Linked DNA regions of Mus musculus: regions 1, 3 and 4 are each linked to region 2. Evidence: chromatin contacts called from public promoter capture Hi-C data. All regions are on one chromosome and are shown on one strand. Each heading gives the region's core, a stretch centred on a gene start, on an enhancer-like site or on the middle of the called end of the contact. The rest is flanking DNA. Distances are from core to core; before and after follow the strand shown.

Region 1 (3,174 bases), core at 13-2,512, 840 kb before region 2:
GGGTGCAGGGGCCACCCAAACTCCCTCATGTTGACAGGGCTGCTGTTTTGAATGCTGGCTTCCAGGGCAAGTTGCCTGGCTTCCTTGCACCAAATGACCTGTGTATGAGCCCAAGGAGATAGGGCTGGCAGTTCCAGATATGCAGGACACCATGCACACAAGTGTCTATTCCTTGTCTGGTCCTTTATTGTGTTCCCCAACACCTCTGCAGCTTCACTAGCCATGTGCCTATAGAGCAGGGGGTACTAGGGTGAGCCAGTGAGCAGACAATTTAGCAGCAATCAGAAAGGGCCTATCCCACCACCACCGGGCAGGGCAACAGAGATACCACTTTCTTGGGTCCAAAGAGCATTGCACACCCTGCTCTACATGGGTTCCCAATAGAAGGGCAGTCCCGGCAGACAAGATTAGCCACAGGGAAGTGCCACAGAATACAACCCCCGCCCCCCACCGCGGCATGTTCATGTCGAAAGGAGACTTCATTTTCCCAAATCAATTCTAGTAGGCATTGAGGGATGCAGCTCCAACTTCCGGGTCTACCTCTAAAAGGTGTCGATTATGCTTGATAAGAAAAGCCATGCTCTTAATTCTGAAACTTCCAGATTTGAGCTCCTGTCACCCGAAGGCAGAGGAGGGAAACAACCCTCTGAATATGCATGGGTCAGTTGGAATCTATTTCAATCAATCTATTCACAGTCTCCCGTACATATTTCAGCAGGGCCACAGCTGCCTGCCCCTTCCAACTACCTGCAACCTTCAACCACTTGGCCTCTCCCAAGTCCGATGGTCGCCCCTAGCAACGTCGACCAGCACTTTAAAGTGTTTTCTTTTTTTTCTTTTTCCTAACCATGCCCTTTCCACTTCGTTCTTAATGTTTCACGACCCTGGGAGAGGATATGACACTGGGGAGAGCCCCCACTCACAGCAGCGTTGGTACCGCCCGGTTTCCACCCCCCCGCCCGCGTGCGCGCGCACGCGCACCGTGGTGTTTCCCGCCACGCTCTCACCCCCACCCCCCATACCTGGTTGGTCACGTCCCCCGGGAGGCCTCGGATCAGTATCTTGCGGCGGTTACGGAACTGGCGCTCAGTGTGTTCCAGGCGTTTCCGGATCTCTTCCGGATCGAGCGGCGGCAACTCTTGTTCGGGCGCCCGGCGATCGACGGTCTCGGGAGTTTCCGCTTCGGCCTCCGCCTCTGGGCTCAGCGGCGGCCGGTGAGTAACGGACACGTCGGCCGCCATCTTGGGAAACCCGGCGCCTTCTGGGACCAGCGAGCTCAGGGCGGAGCGACATAGAGCGGCAAGGAGGTCGCGTGTAGTGATTGGTTGGTGGAAGCCCCGCCTCTCTCCCGGCCCCTTTCAGCGTATTGGCTAGAACCAGCCCCGCGAGCGTTGCCCCCTTCCCCTGACTCTGGGCCATTGAATAAAAGGGCGGAGCTGCAACATGGAGCCGCCTTACAAGGCAGGATTGAGAATAGGCAGGCGTGAATCCCTAACACCGCCTTAAGAGTTGGTCAGGTGCACACACCTGTAATCTAAGCCCTTTAGAGGGGAAGGCAGATCTTATGATGTCATCCACAGTTACAACGGAAATCAAATTCATGAGGATCCTGTCTCAAAAGAGAAAATGAAACGACAGACAAAAATTAGGTGTACTGATGTACGCATGCAATTCCAGCACTTTAGAAATGGAAGCTGCCAGGCAGTGATGGCGCACGCCTTAAATCCCAGCACTTGGGAGGCAGAAGTAGGTGGATTTCTGAGTTCGAGGCCAGCCTGGTCTACAGAGTGAGTTCCAGGACAGCCAGGGCTACACAGAGACATCCTGTCTCGAAAAACCAAAATGGAAGCTGCAGGACTTGAAGTTCAAAGTCATTCCCTACTATACAACTCAAGTTTGAGATAAACCTGATTCAAAAAAGAAAAACAAACAACCAAATAACAACGACAAATGCTGGCATTATTTTCAGCACTCTGAAGGCCTAAGCAGCCTGGTCTACATAGTAAGTCAGGGTTTCAAAAAACAAAGAAAAAAAGGACTAACTGCTAAGCATGGCAACCCCTGAGTTTCATTTCCAGCAGACTTGGTAGGGGTAGTAGAGATAGACAGCACAGGAAGCAAAAAGTTAAACAGGAGCTGGGGAAGGAACTGGCAAAAGACACAAGGAAGAAAAGATCAGCAGTTTATAATGACAGACATGGATCTCTCTAGCACCAGAAAACTACTTTCAGGAGTCTATGGGCAAGTGCTAATGTGTGTGTGTGTTTGTCTTTCATGACAGGGTTTCTCTGTGGCTGTCCTGGAATAACTTACTCTGTAGACTAGGCTGGCCTTGAACTCACAGAGATCCACCTGCCTCTGCCTCCAGAGAGCTGGGATTAAAGGTGTGCACTATCATGCTGAAAGTTTTATTTTAAAGATTTATTTTTATATTTTTTAATGTGAGTACATTTAATGTGTGTCACTCTCTTCAGACACACCAGAAGACGGCATCGGATCTCATTACAGATGGTTGGGAGCCACCATGTGGTTGCTGGGAATTGAACTCAGGACCTCTGGAAGAGCAGTCAGTGCTCTTAACCACTGAGCCATCTCTCCAGCCCTTGAAGGTTTTATTGATCTGGAACTTGATACGGCCCAATCCTCCTCTCAGTCTGGACCTTGGTCTTCCCCTGTCTCAGGACAACTTACCCTGGGCTGTATCTTTGGACGACAGTGTGCTGAGAGACACAGAGGTACTTCTGTTTCTCAAGTGGTAGCAGCCACTCGGGTTCTGCATCCTGAGGGTGTACACTGACGCCACTGCAGTGGTCACCATCCCTAGGGGCATGAACACCCCCATAGTGATGTTGGCCATCCTGGCCTTGATCGGCACAGAGAGACCCAAGTGCATATGTGTGTCCTGGGTTCCTGCTGAACTTGCCCCTGTAGACCGTACAGGTTCCTCCGTTACCTTGAATGTCAGTCACTGTGAGCAAGGTGTTCTTGGGCCAGTTTCCTGGCAGTGATAGGTGCCGTCGTGGTTTAGGTTGACAAGTAATGAGGTACCCCATGCCTGGTGCCCTCATGCCGGAGCTTTGGAGCTCATGGCCTTGGGCCTGGCACTGCAAGGTGTGCTGTAAAACCCTCAAGGTGCACGTGGCCAGGCCCTGCCCCCCTGGCTACTCTAAACGT
Region 2 (3,217 bases), core at 88-2,587:
GGCTCCGAAAAAGCAGGAAGCCTGGGAGGTGGAGGGCCACAAACACCGTTAGGTTGCTTCCGGGTCCCCCTCCTACTCAGTCCTCACTCTAAATAACAGGTTGGAGGGTCCCTACCTGAGATAAAGGTCACCCACACCTGCATGCCCCAGGCACCAGACAAGACCAGCAAGTGGATGACTTTAATCAGACTTCCCGGGTCCTCTCCTTTTTCCATTCTGCAGCCCTGGGAAGGAAACAGTGGTGACTCAGCTTAACCTTCGACCCCCGAGCTTTGAGGCCTTGGCAGAGAGTGCATAGGGCCAGCCTCACACTGGTGCAAAGATGAGAGAAAACAGCCTGGAAATGGCAGTTGGAAGACCCAAAGTAGACCCTAGACAATCTCAAGCCCAACCAGTCGATCTGGGCTCAGGCTTGGGGCTGGAATCGTGGCTTTGCGGTCAGGGACTTTGTTGGTGCTGGCCTTACATGCTATCCTCCATACTTGCAAAATAATAGTAATAATAATAAGTAAATAATATCACCCAACATGAAGGCTTGTACCTGTAAATCCCCAACACTTGGAAGACGGAGACAGGGGAGTTGCCACTTTTCTAGCTCAAAGTTAGAAAAAGATTCCTCAATTCCAAAAAGCCTTTAAAGACGTAGAAACTGGCCTGGTGATTCACAGTTGTAACCCCAACATATCAGAGGGTGATGCAGGAAAATCACTGAGTTTGAGGACTGCCTGACATACTGTGAGACTCTCTCAAAATAAGGAAGCAAGCAAACATCTCAGGTCCAGCTGAGCAAATGGCTCAGCGGGCAGAGCGTTTGCCTCACGTGCAGGAAGCCTCGCGTTCCGTCTCCAGTTCTGCATAAAACAGGTTCTGGTTCTAGTCTGTCATTCCAGCACAAAAGTAGAAACAGGAGGGGCAGGAGTTGGAAGCCAACCAGAGATACATGAGACCTTGTCTCAAAACCAAAATTCTAGAACAAAAGACTCTCTCTAAACCACAATGTCCACTGCACCCCAAAAGCTTGAATCCCAGCAGCTCAAGTTCACATACTTAGGTTTTCAGGGATTACCCTAGCTCTGCAGACATCTAAGAGCCCTCATCCGGAACCCGAGATATTCTAAGAACATCCCAAAACACCCCCGGAGCCCCATCTGACCCCACCGTTGGAGCACACGAGCTCAGGCGTAGGGACCAAGAACCGTGGCAGCTCCAGTGCAGCTCCGGCTTGCCTGAGATTTCCCAGGTTTTCTTCCGCCCCGCAGGCCTCGCCCCACCTCCCAGCCAGAGCCAATGAGATCACAGCTCTCACTCCTCTGGACTCTCCCACTTAGGGATTGCCCAGTTGGCTTGCGGGAATCAACTGGCCATCTCGCCTCTCCGGACTTCATCCAGTCTCACCGAAGATGCGCAGGCGCCAATGAGCTCCGCGCCTGAGCGGAGTGAACGGGCGTGGCTTATGGGAGGACCACGCCCTTCTCTGTGACTCCACCTTTGGCCTCCCCTCGTTTTCCAACGATGGTGTCCTCAGGGGATCAAAACTTCAGCGTCACAGCTGGGGACTGGCTTCGTGGTCCCTGATGGGAGAGCATGAACGGGTGGTATGCTGTAGTAGGTGGGAATGGAAGAGAATGGGGAGACTGGAAGGGTGTTAGATTGACAGAACAAGGGGTTAGGACTAATAGCAATGGTTAAGCTTCCAAGCTCGAAAATTTTTCTGGAGAAGGGGACAGCTGAAGATTCAATTGGGGTTGTGGGGAGGGCAGGCAAGGTTGGGGACCTTCTGGTGGTGACGCTCAGAAATGTGTCTTTCCTTTCCCGCTCTAATCTTCGAGGGTATCTGTGGTCCTCAGGTGACATTCTAGAACAAATTTCATTTACAAGCATTGGACTAAATCTGTGTAATCAGGGCAGCCCAATATAGTATATATAATTTTTTCCCCTCCCAGATAGATTCTCACTGTGTAGCCATGGCTGGCCTGGAACTAGCTTTGTAGACTAGGCTGGCTTGGAACTCAGGGACCCCCTGAGTTCTGGGATTAAAAGGGCTGAACTACCACATCCTGTCCTTTATGTGTTTTGTTTGTTTCAGATTTAAAAAAATTTTTATGTGTATTAACGATTTGCTTGTATATATGTCTGGGCACTGCTTTCGAATCTAGTGCCTGTAGAGGTCAGAAGAGGGCATCAAATCCTCTGGGACTGGAGACACAGACGGTTGTGAGTCACCCTATGGGTGCTGGGAATTGAACCTGGGTACTCAGGAAAAGCAGCTAAACCAACTCTCAAGCCATTTTTTTTTTTAAGGTTTTTGTGACAGGGTCTCTTGCCCTGACTTGACTGAGACTCACTAAGTGGACCAGGCTGGCCTCGAACTCAGAGAGATTTGCCTGCCTTTGCCTCCTGAGTGCTGGGATTAAAGGCATGTGACTACTTTCTGTCCCCTTTTTAAATATAAAGCCTTGTTATCCTTGTTGTGCATGAGACATGTCTTACGAGTGCGTGTGTCATGGCACGCACGGCAGAGGACAACTTTACGCAGTTGGTTTTCTCTTCCCACCTTTAAGCTGGTCACTGGGCATCCGTTTGGGTTTACCTCTCCTCTGACTTTCACTTCTGCCAATACTGAGGAGATTCTGGCTGGAACATCTCTGAGGAGTCTCTTTGGGGAAACACTAAAGAGATCAGGTGTCTGGGGCTGGTTCTTAGTTGGCAAAGCACCTGCCTAGCGTGCAGCTGGGTTCCACCCCAGCACTGTGTAAACGGGATGCAGTGACACACGCCTGTCGTCCTAGCCACCGGGGAGGTAGAAGATGGAGAATCAGCTGTTCAAGATCATTCTTGGTTACATAATGAGTTGGAGGCTAGCCTGGGCTACATGAGACTGTTTCAAAACAATACATAGCTAAAACCAAAAGGATGGGGAGTTAGTGGGCTCAGAGCTCCTCCCATGCCCCCTTTGCAGTGACTCTCTTTTGGCTGGCCTATCCCGGGACTCTGACGACTGTGTTTCTCATCTCTGCACACCTCCGTTACTCGCCATCACATCTTGGGCTGCTAAGGAGAGGAGCCAGTACTCACCACCTCCTGGAGAGCCTGGTAGACATTTGGAGGCCTGGGAGGGGCTGACAATTACAAGTGGCTTTCACTTGTCCCTGAAGGAAACCTTTGTCCCCCTAGGGCCCTCCTCAGACAAGGCTTTGGACTGTATGACCCACTGGTC
Region 3 (3,672 bases), core at 436-2,935, 610 kb before region 2:
AACTGTCTCTTTTAATTTTGGGGGGCGGGAGGGGAGTTTCAAGACAGGGTTTCTCTGTGTAGTCCTGGATGTCCTAGGCCTCACTCTGGAGACCAGGGTGGGCTCCAACTCAGGGATCCACTTGTCTTTACCTCCTGAGTGTGCCACCACCATCCGGCTCTTTTCCGGTTTTGTTTTTGTTTTTGTTTTTGTTTTTGTTTTTGTTTTTTTTGAGACAGGGTTTCTCTGTATAGCCCTGGCAGTCCTGGAACTCACTTTATAGACCAGGCTGGACTCAAACTCAGAAATCTGCCTGCTTGCTTCTGCCTCCAGAGTGCTGGAATTAAAGGTGTGTGCCACCATTGCCCAGCAACTTCTAAGGTTGCTTTTTTTCTTTTCTTTTCTTTTCTTTTTTTTTCTTTCTGTTTTTATCGAGACAGGGTTTCTCTGTATAGCCCTGGCTGTCTTGGAACTCATTTTGTAGACCAGGCTGGCCTCGAACTCAGAAATCTGCCTGCCTTTGCCTCCCAAGTGCTGGGATCAAAGGCGTGCCCCACCACGCCTGGCTTAGGTTAACCATTCTTTATTTTCTCAAGATTTATTTCTTTATTGTATATAATAGTGTTCTGCTTGCATATATGCCTGCATGCCAGAAGAGGGCACCAGATCTCATTATATATTGTTGTGAACCACCATGTGGCTGCTGGGAATTGAACTCAGGTCCTCTGAAAGACAGGATCTGGAAGAGAGCAGGCAGTGCTCTTAACCTCTGAGACATCGCTCCAGCCCTAATCATTGTTATTCTAGAACTTATTTTAGATCATGTCTGTCAACATTTCAAACCTTCCACTGATCAAAGAAAATTTTTGTTTATTGAGACTGGGTCTCACGTACCCCAGGCTGTCCTCAAACTCCTGTGTAGCTAAGGCTAGCCTGGAACTACTGTGCCTCCTTCTTCATCTCCCAAGTGCTGGAATGATAGGTGTTTTTCAAAACTACCTTTTAAGGTTGGACATGGTGGCATACACCTTTAAACCCCACACTCAGAGATAGAGGCATGGGTATCTCTCTTAGTCTGGTCTACATAGCAACTTTCAGGATAGCTAGGACCCCAGGGAGGCTCAGTCTCAAAATAATAATAATAATAATAATAATAATAATAATAATAATAAAGGAGATCCTGCAGCTTCTGCCTCCCCAGTGCTGGGATTGGAAGATTAAAGTCGTAAACCTCCTACCCAGAGGCCCAGGGACATGCCACTCCTTCTCTTTTATTCCTTTCTGACTTGTGTTCAAACTCTCAAAATCTTACCAATAGGATGAATGAGCACATGACAACTTTTTCTGCATCCCTAGCTCAGTCAGCGCTCAGTACCTGGACAAAGAATGACTTGCTGAGCGGTGGTTGAGCACACCTTTAATCCCAGTATTTGAGGCAGACAGATCTCTTGAGTTCCAGGCCAGCCGTGTTACAGAGTTCCGGTACATCCAGGGCTGCACAGAGAAACCCTGTCTAAAAACAAAACAAAAACAAACCCACAAAACCCAAAACAACAACAACAAAAAGAATGACTGACCAGCAGATGCAACACACTAATTGTCCACAGAGAGAGCGGACTGGAAACCAGAAGGTGGCTGCCCCCCAACGCCCCTCCCTGGGCACGCCCCTAAGGGGCGGGGCTGTCTTGGGCGTGCGCGCTGGGGGCGGTGTCAGGCGGGGCAGGGCGGGGCCAGCAGCGCGCGGTGTCTCCCGCCCGCTTGGGTTGGGGTCGCGCTGGCTTCGGACTCAGCTCTCCTCGGTTGAGGCCATGGAGGACGATCGGAAGGACGCAGTCTATGGTAGGAGTAGCCTCCGGCCTGTAGGTCGCCTGTGCTGACTTGGGAAGGAGGGGGTTTTGAGGAAGGGCAACATCTGAGAGCCTTAAAACAAAACACTCGTGGCTGCAGGCAGTACGAAGGCCCTTCTGTCCGCGTCCTCAGGCCTCTGCATCCCGCGCTGGCTCAGCCGGAGCTCTTGGCCCTAGCCCAGGTTGTCCCCCGTGTCTCTTTTCGGGGATCTTCAAGCTTACTCCCTTCCTGAGCGATGAGCCGGGACTTATGGCGCATGCTCCTCGCCTGGAGGTCCCGTTATCTGGGAGAATTAGGTGATGGGCGGGGGAGGGGATGCGAGGCGATCTTAGCTTGGGGTGTGGGCAAGAATGGGGCCCGACCTCGCCACATGTCCCGTCTCCTTAAGACCCAAGTGTCCTCCACATCTTCGCCATTTACATCCAGAATAGCGACTCCAAGCTTAGTACTAGATGGGGAAACTGAGGCAAGGCTGAAGAGTCCCGTATAACTGGAATTAGGTGCCTAATGCGACAGGGAAGGTCAGAGACGAGGCGGGCAGGCGGGGAGCAATGCAGAAACTTTCCCTGCCTGTGCTGATTGTTGCAGGTGCCTGTAATTTTAAGGGTTCCAGGAGACCCGGACCTCAGTAAGGCCTGAGGTGGCCTTAGCCACTTGGAGCTGGGGGTGGGGCCAAGATGCGGATTTCTCACCCTACCCGACTCCGGGTTCCCACGGACTGGGTGTTGAACTCTGAGCCTCCTTCCTCTTATCTATTTTAGGTTCCTTGGGCCTAAATCGGCCACAAGCCTTAAGAGGCATAGCTGAGACTCTGGCAGAGGGGCTCTATCCCTCCCCCTGATATACCACTTTGTGTGACTGGAACTTCCTGGAAACTGCTAGACTCTAGAGTCTTGGGGAGGGGGCCGGAAATGGTTCAAAAATAACTAGAAAAGCAAGTAGGCTCTCTGCCTTCCTCCTCTTTCCTGGGTCTGTGCGGTCCAGGGGGAGGAAAAAAAAAGAATAGACAGGTCCCAGAGGCTGTGACACACCCTTCCTGGCCTAAAGGAAGGTAGCAAGACCTAGCCTTTCAGGGCTCTCCCAGCTTGAAGTTGCCAGCCCCCAGACCACTAGAAGGTCTGAAGCCCCAGGCTCTTGGGTTGCTGTGCAACTATTGAGTGCTTCTGGCTGTCTCTGGTGTGGGATTCTTGGTCTGGGAGCCTGAGTATGCTTGGGTATCACACCTGAGAGAATCTTTGGTCTTCTCGAGGTCTGTTTGAAATAAAAGTGGGGCAGAATGAGCGTGGATATTATTTTACCTGGCTTCAATTTGTCCAAAGGGTGGAACTTTTTTTGCGGGGAGAGGCAGAGGGGGGCTGTACATTGTGTTGCGATGGAAATCGGAGACTCATGCATGGCGCATGGTCAGTAAGCCGTGGGTTTGAAGCTAGAACCCTGGCTCATGTTTAGCAAGAACTGGAATCTAGATGGGGTCGCTCATGCTCAGAAAGCACTGGTGTTTATGTGTGGGTGGGGCTGGAACCCAGGGCTTCTACAAGCGCTGAGACTGAAACTCAAGGCAACACGCATGCTCAGTGGGTAGTAGGGCCTGGAAGCCTGGAAGCCTCAGTCGTGTTCAGCAAGTGATTGGCCTAGATCCCACTCTGCTGCTAAGCCCCCAACCCCCCAGCCCCAGGCCCCCAGGAATTTAACGAACCTTTCTCAGGCAAAGGTCTGACTGGGAACGCAGCAGTCCACCGAGGAGAGAAAGGCGTAGACCGCCAGAAGGACCAGTGAGAACATGTAATTGTAGGTTGTTAAGGTTGTAGAGCAACGGACAAGATGCTATGTGTGAAAGAGCCACTA
Region 4 (3,571 bases), core at 626-3,125, 660 kb before region 2:
TTCTGATACGGCCCCCCTTCTTTCTCTTTGGGTTGGAATCTTTCCTTGGATATGCATCAGTTGTATGAAGATTCAGTTGGGGCGATGCAGGAGAACCTTGTATGCCTGTAATCCCAGCACTCTGGAGGCGGAGAGAGAAGGATCATAAATTTAGGACAGAGTAGCAGGTAAAGGTGCTTGCTGCCAGCCGGACGACCCGAGTTCAGTCCCTAGGACTCATGTGGTAGAAGGTGACTTCCAAAAGTTGCCCTCTGAGTGCCACATAAGTGCTGTGGCAAGGATGTGTACACACATGCACACACACACCCACGCACGTGTGTGCACTCGCGTACACACACACACACGTGCACATACACACACAGATAAATAAGTGTAATAAATAAATAATAGGCAAATTCAAGGCCATCCTCAGGCACATAGCTTGTAAGTTCAAGCTCAGCCTGGGCTACATAAGATAGGGTCTCAAAATACCAAAATTGGGGCCGGAGAGATGGCTCAGCAGTTAAGGGCACTGGCTGCTTTTTCAGAGGTCCTGAGGTCAATCCCCAGCAACCACATGGTGGCTCAAAACCATTTGTAATGGATTCTGATGCCCTCTTCTGGTGTGTCTGAAGACAGCGACAGCGTTCTCATAAAAATAAAATAAATAAATAAATAAAAAAGATTCACTAAAAAAAATGCCAAAATCGTTTTCCTTTTTTTTTTTTTTAATTTATTTACTTATTATATGGAAGTACATTATAGCTGTCTTCAGACACTCCAGAAGAGGGAGTCAGATCTCGTTACGGATGGTTGTGAGCCACCATGTGGTTGCTGGGATTTGAACTCTGGACCTTCGGAAGAGCAGTTGGGTGCTCTTACCCACTGAGCCATCTCACCAGCCCTCGTTTTCCTTTTATAGTCTTACAGATAACTCCCTCAAATTTTGCTCAGGAGAAAACTGAGGCACTGAGAATCATGACCAATGGGGCACCAATGGGTCAGGGATAGTCACATCCCCAGGGTGACATCTGTTCTGGGTTGATAAACTCTGTTGTGTTCACAGTCTCTTTCGTTCTCATGAAGCTCAGGCTGGTTTCAAACGCCTTGCACAACAGAGGAGGGGCCTGTGCCCCTGCCTTTGCCTCAGAGACTTGGGTTTCATGCACCACTACACTCAGTTTCTGGGTTTCAGGGAATAGAACACAGGGCCTCACGTGTGCTAGGCCCTCTACCAACTCAGCTCCATCGCCAGTGTGCTCAGTCTTTGAGTACCCCAGCACTAAAGAAGCTGACGCAGGCGGGCAGCCATGAGTTGGAGGCCAGCCTGAGCTCCAGGGTGGGTTCTCTGCCTGGGCTCTCCAATTTCACTGCAGGTCGGGGCATGTGTTCTGGGCGTGAACGGAGCTCGTGTGCCTAAGCAGGACTTGAATAGTCGGAATGTATTCTCCTTAGGAGAGTCAGGTCTAAGTGAGAGCTTGTCTCAAAACATTGGAAAGGCCCTTCAGATGGCTCAGCGGATAAAGATGCGATAAAGGTGCTGGCTGTCTAGGAACCTGAGTTGGCTCTTACGAGATCTCCACAGGCACGACAAGCCCCATGTATCGCACCCAGAACATGGGACCTTCAATGCAGTGGAATTTGAGTGGCAGGGCGGGGAAATCTGCACTTTTGAGCGAGAGAAGGTCCGGCGTCCGCAGCTTGAGATGTCATTCAGAACAAGGGTGTGCAAGGCTTGAGAAAGGGCTGTAAATGGGCGTGGCTTCTCCGGCTCTGACCCATTGGTCTGAGATAAGGGCCCCCAGGGACGCGCTTGCGCCTGCGCGGTGAGATTAGGAGGGTGTGGTGAGTCCAAGGGAGGCGGACTGTACAGGGGCGTGGCTTGCTCGCTAGCCAAGCCCACCGTATCCGGGTGCTCTGGGCCACCAAGATGGCGCTGGCTGTGGGAGCCCGGGTATCCGCTGCGGCCAGAGCCGGACCCGGGAGCCCGGCTCTGAGTATAGAGTAACACTGTGCTGGCCGCGGGGCTGCTCCCGAGCGTTCGCAGTTCCCCGGACCTCGGGGACACCTGCGTCCTTCCTCTCCGGCGGGTCCATGAACTCCGTGTCGCCGGCTGCGGCGCAGTACCGCAGCGGGAGCTCGGAGGACGCGCGCCGGGCCGATTGTCGCCGGCCGAGGGGACAAACCCGTATCCCGGATCCTAGCAACCTGGGACCTTCGGGGTCCGGAGTGGCAGCTCTCGGTTCATCTGGGACAGACCCCGCCGAGCCCGACGAGGTGGACAAGTTCAAAGCCAAGTTCCTGACAGCCTGGAACAACGTCAAGTATGGTGAGGAGGGGGTGCACTGGTCAAGGGTGTCAGAGGGGTCAGAGCAAAAGAAACCAAACCTTTACCCTGTCCTGTGGATGAGCCCATCCAGGAGGAGTCACAAGCAGGTCCTCCGCCCTTCCCAGTCCTGGACGTGGGGCAGGTTAAATGGGAAAGGTTTTCAAGCTCCGCCCATTGCACCTGTTTGACCTTGGCCAAATACCTTGCTTTCCTGCGGTCTGTTTACTGCCCTCTGTAACATAGGTGCAATAGTATGAACAGAGTTAATAGATGTTGGTTCACACCTGTAATCCCAGCACTTGGGATGCTGAGGCAGGAGGTTTACCAAGAGTTCTAGGCTATCCTGGACTATATAATAAGTTCCAGGCTGACTTGAGCTCCTCATGAGACTGGGTCTCAAAAAATCGGAAAACAGGGGGCTGGAGAGACTGCTCAGCAGCCTTGGCTGTTCCTCCAGAGGAACAATTACCAGCACCCACATGGCAATTCACAATTGTCTGTAACTCCAGTTTCATGGGATCTAACACCCTCACACAGGTATACATGCAGGCAAAACACCAGTGGATATTTTAAAAAAAAATTGGAAAAAGGCTAGTGAGATGCCGCAGTAGTTAAAGGCATTTGTCACCAAGCTTAAGGACCTCAGCTCCAGCCTGGACCCCAATGGTGGAAGGAGAGCCCCCACTCCTGTCAATGTTCTATACTCCAGACCCAAACTGTGGTGCTTGCTTGTCCACATATATACACAAGCTCACATACACAAAATAAAAATGTGCTTTATAGATTTACAGCAAAACCCAACAGTCAGAATAGAACGGCCCTGGGTTGATAGTGGGTCCTTATGAAGATGTGACTAAGTCCCACCTGTGTTCCAGACAGATGTGGTGTGGCATGGATTTTGCAGAGCCGCCGCCCTGACATCTCAGCTAGGATCAGGCCCAGTTCAACACTGGGGAATGGAAGACCCATTGCTGATACTTGAGTGCTTTAAATTGCTGCGAGCTACTCCATGTTTCCCCAGGTTGGGCAGTTAAAAGCCGGACCAGCTTCAGCAAGATCTCCACTGTTCACCTCTGCGGGCGATGCTACCATTTCGAGGGAGAGGGTGAGGTGTCAAATCTGGAACCAGGGTAGGGGAAGTCTCCTAGGGTTCTCCTTGATTGCCAGGCTGACCAGTTGGTTCTCATAGGTGACATCCAGCGGTTTCAAAGGGACTTTGTATCTCGACTATGGCTCACATATCGCCGGGACTTCCCACCCCTT

The links. Promoter capture Hi-C pulls out the DNA fragments that hold promoters and counts their contacts.
Region 1: a contact with region 2 is called in a promoter capture Hi-C map of liver. The contact joins the promoter of Raver1 here to the promoter of Ccdc159 in region 2. A contact is called at or near these places in 2 of 39 promoter capture datasets (erythroid cells and liver).
Region 3: a promoter capture Hi-C map of hippocampal neurons shows a contact between it and region 2, with 4 times the contacts expected there. The contact joins the promoter of Slc44a2 here to the promoter of Ccdc159 in region 2. A contact is called at or near these places in 7 of 39 promoter capture datasets (the 3T3-L1 cell line, hematopoietic stem and progenitor cells, hippocampal neurons and 4 more).
Region 4: a promoter capture Hi-C map of liver shows a contact between it and region 2. The contact joins the promoter of Atg4d here to the promoter of Ccdc159 in region 2. A contact is called at or near these places in 3 of 39 promoter capture datasets (liver and pre-B cells).

Annotation. Positions count from the first base shown.
Region 1 is chr9:21,090,737-21,093,910 of GRCm38.p6, forward strand. Raver1 (ribonucleoprotein, PTB-binding 1) reads right to left here and starts at 1,263. Exons shown (of 13, transcript NM_027911.4): 1 at 1,023-1,263. The coding sequence starts at 1,241. Gm38431 (predicted gene, 38431) reads right to left here and starts at 1,272. Exons shown (of 17, transcript NR_038081.2): 1 at 1,023-1,272.
Region 2 is chr9:21,926,134-21,929,350 of GRCm38.p6, forward strand. It overlaps Ccdc159 (coiled-coil domain containing 159), which reads left to right and starts at 1,338. Exons shown (of 13, transcript NM_025977.3): 1 at 1,338-1,595; 2 at 2,960-3,093; 3 at 3,175-3,217. The coding sequence starts at 1,585. It overlaps Tmem205 (transmembrane protein 205), which reads right to left and starts at 1,402. Exons shown (of 4, transcript NM_178577.5): 1 at 1,159-1,402; 2 at 116-224; 3 at 1-21. The coding sequence starts at 215.
Region 3 is chr9:21,319,034-21,322,705 of GRCm38.p6, forward strand. Slc44a2 (solute carrier family 44, member 2) reads left to right here and starts at 1,686. Exons shown (of 23, transcript NM_001359227.1): 1 at 1,686-1,818. The coding sequence starts at 1,788. It overlaps Gm39302 (predicted gene, 39302), which reads right to left and starts at 2,081. Exons shown (of 2, transcript NR_166671.1): 1 at 1,557-2,081.
Region 4 is chr9:21,263,410-21,266,980 of GRCm38.p6, forward strand. It overlaps Atg4d (autophagy related 4D, cysteine peptidase), which reads left to right and starts at 1,876. Exons shown (of 10, transcript NM_153583.10): 1 at 1,876-2,308; 2 at 3,330-3,413; 3 at 3,498-3,571. The coding sequence starts at 2,074.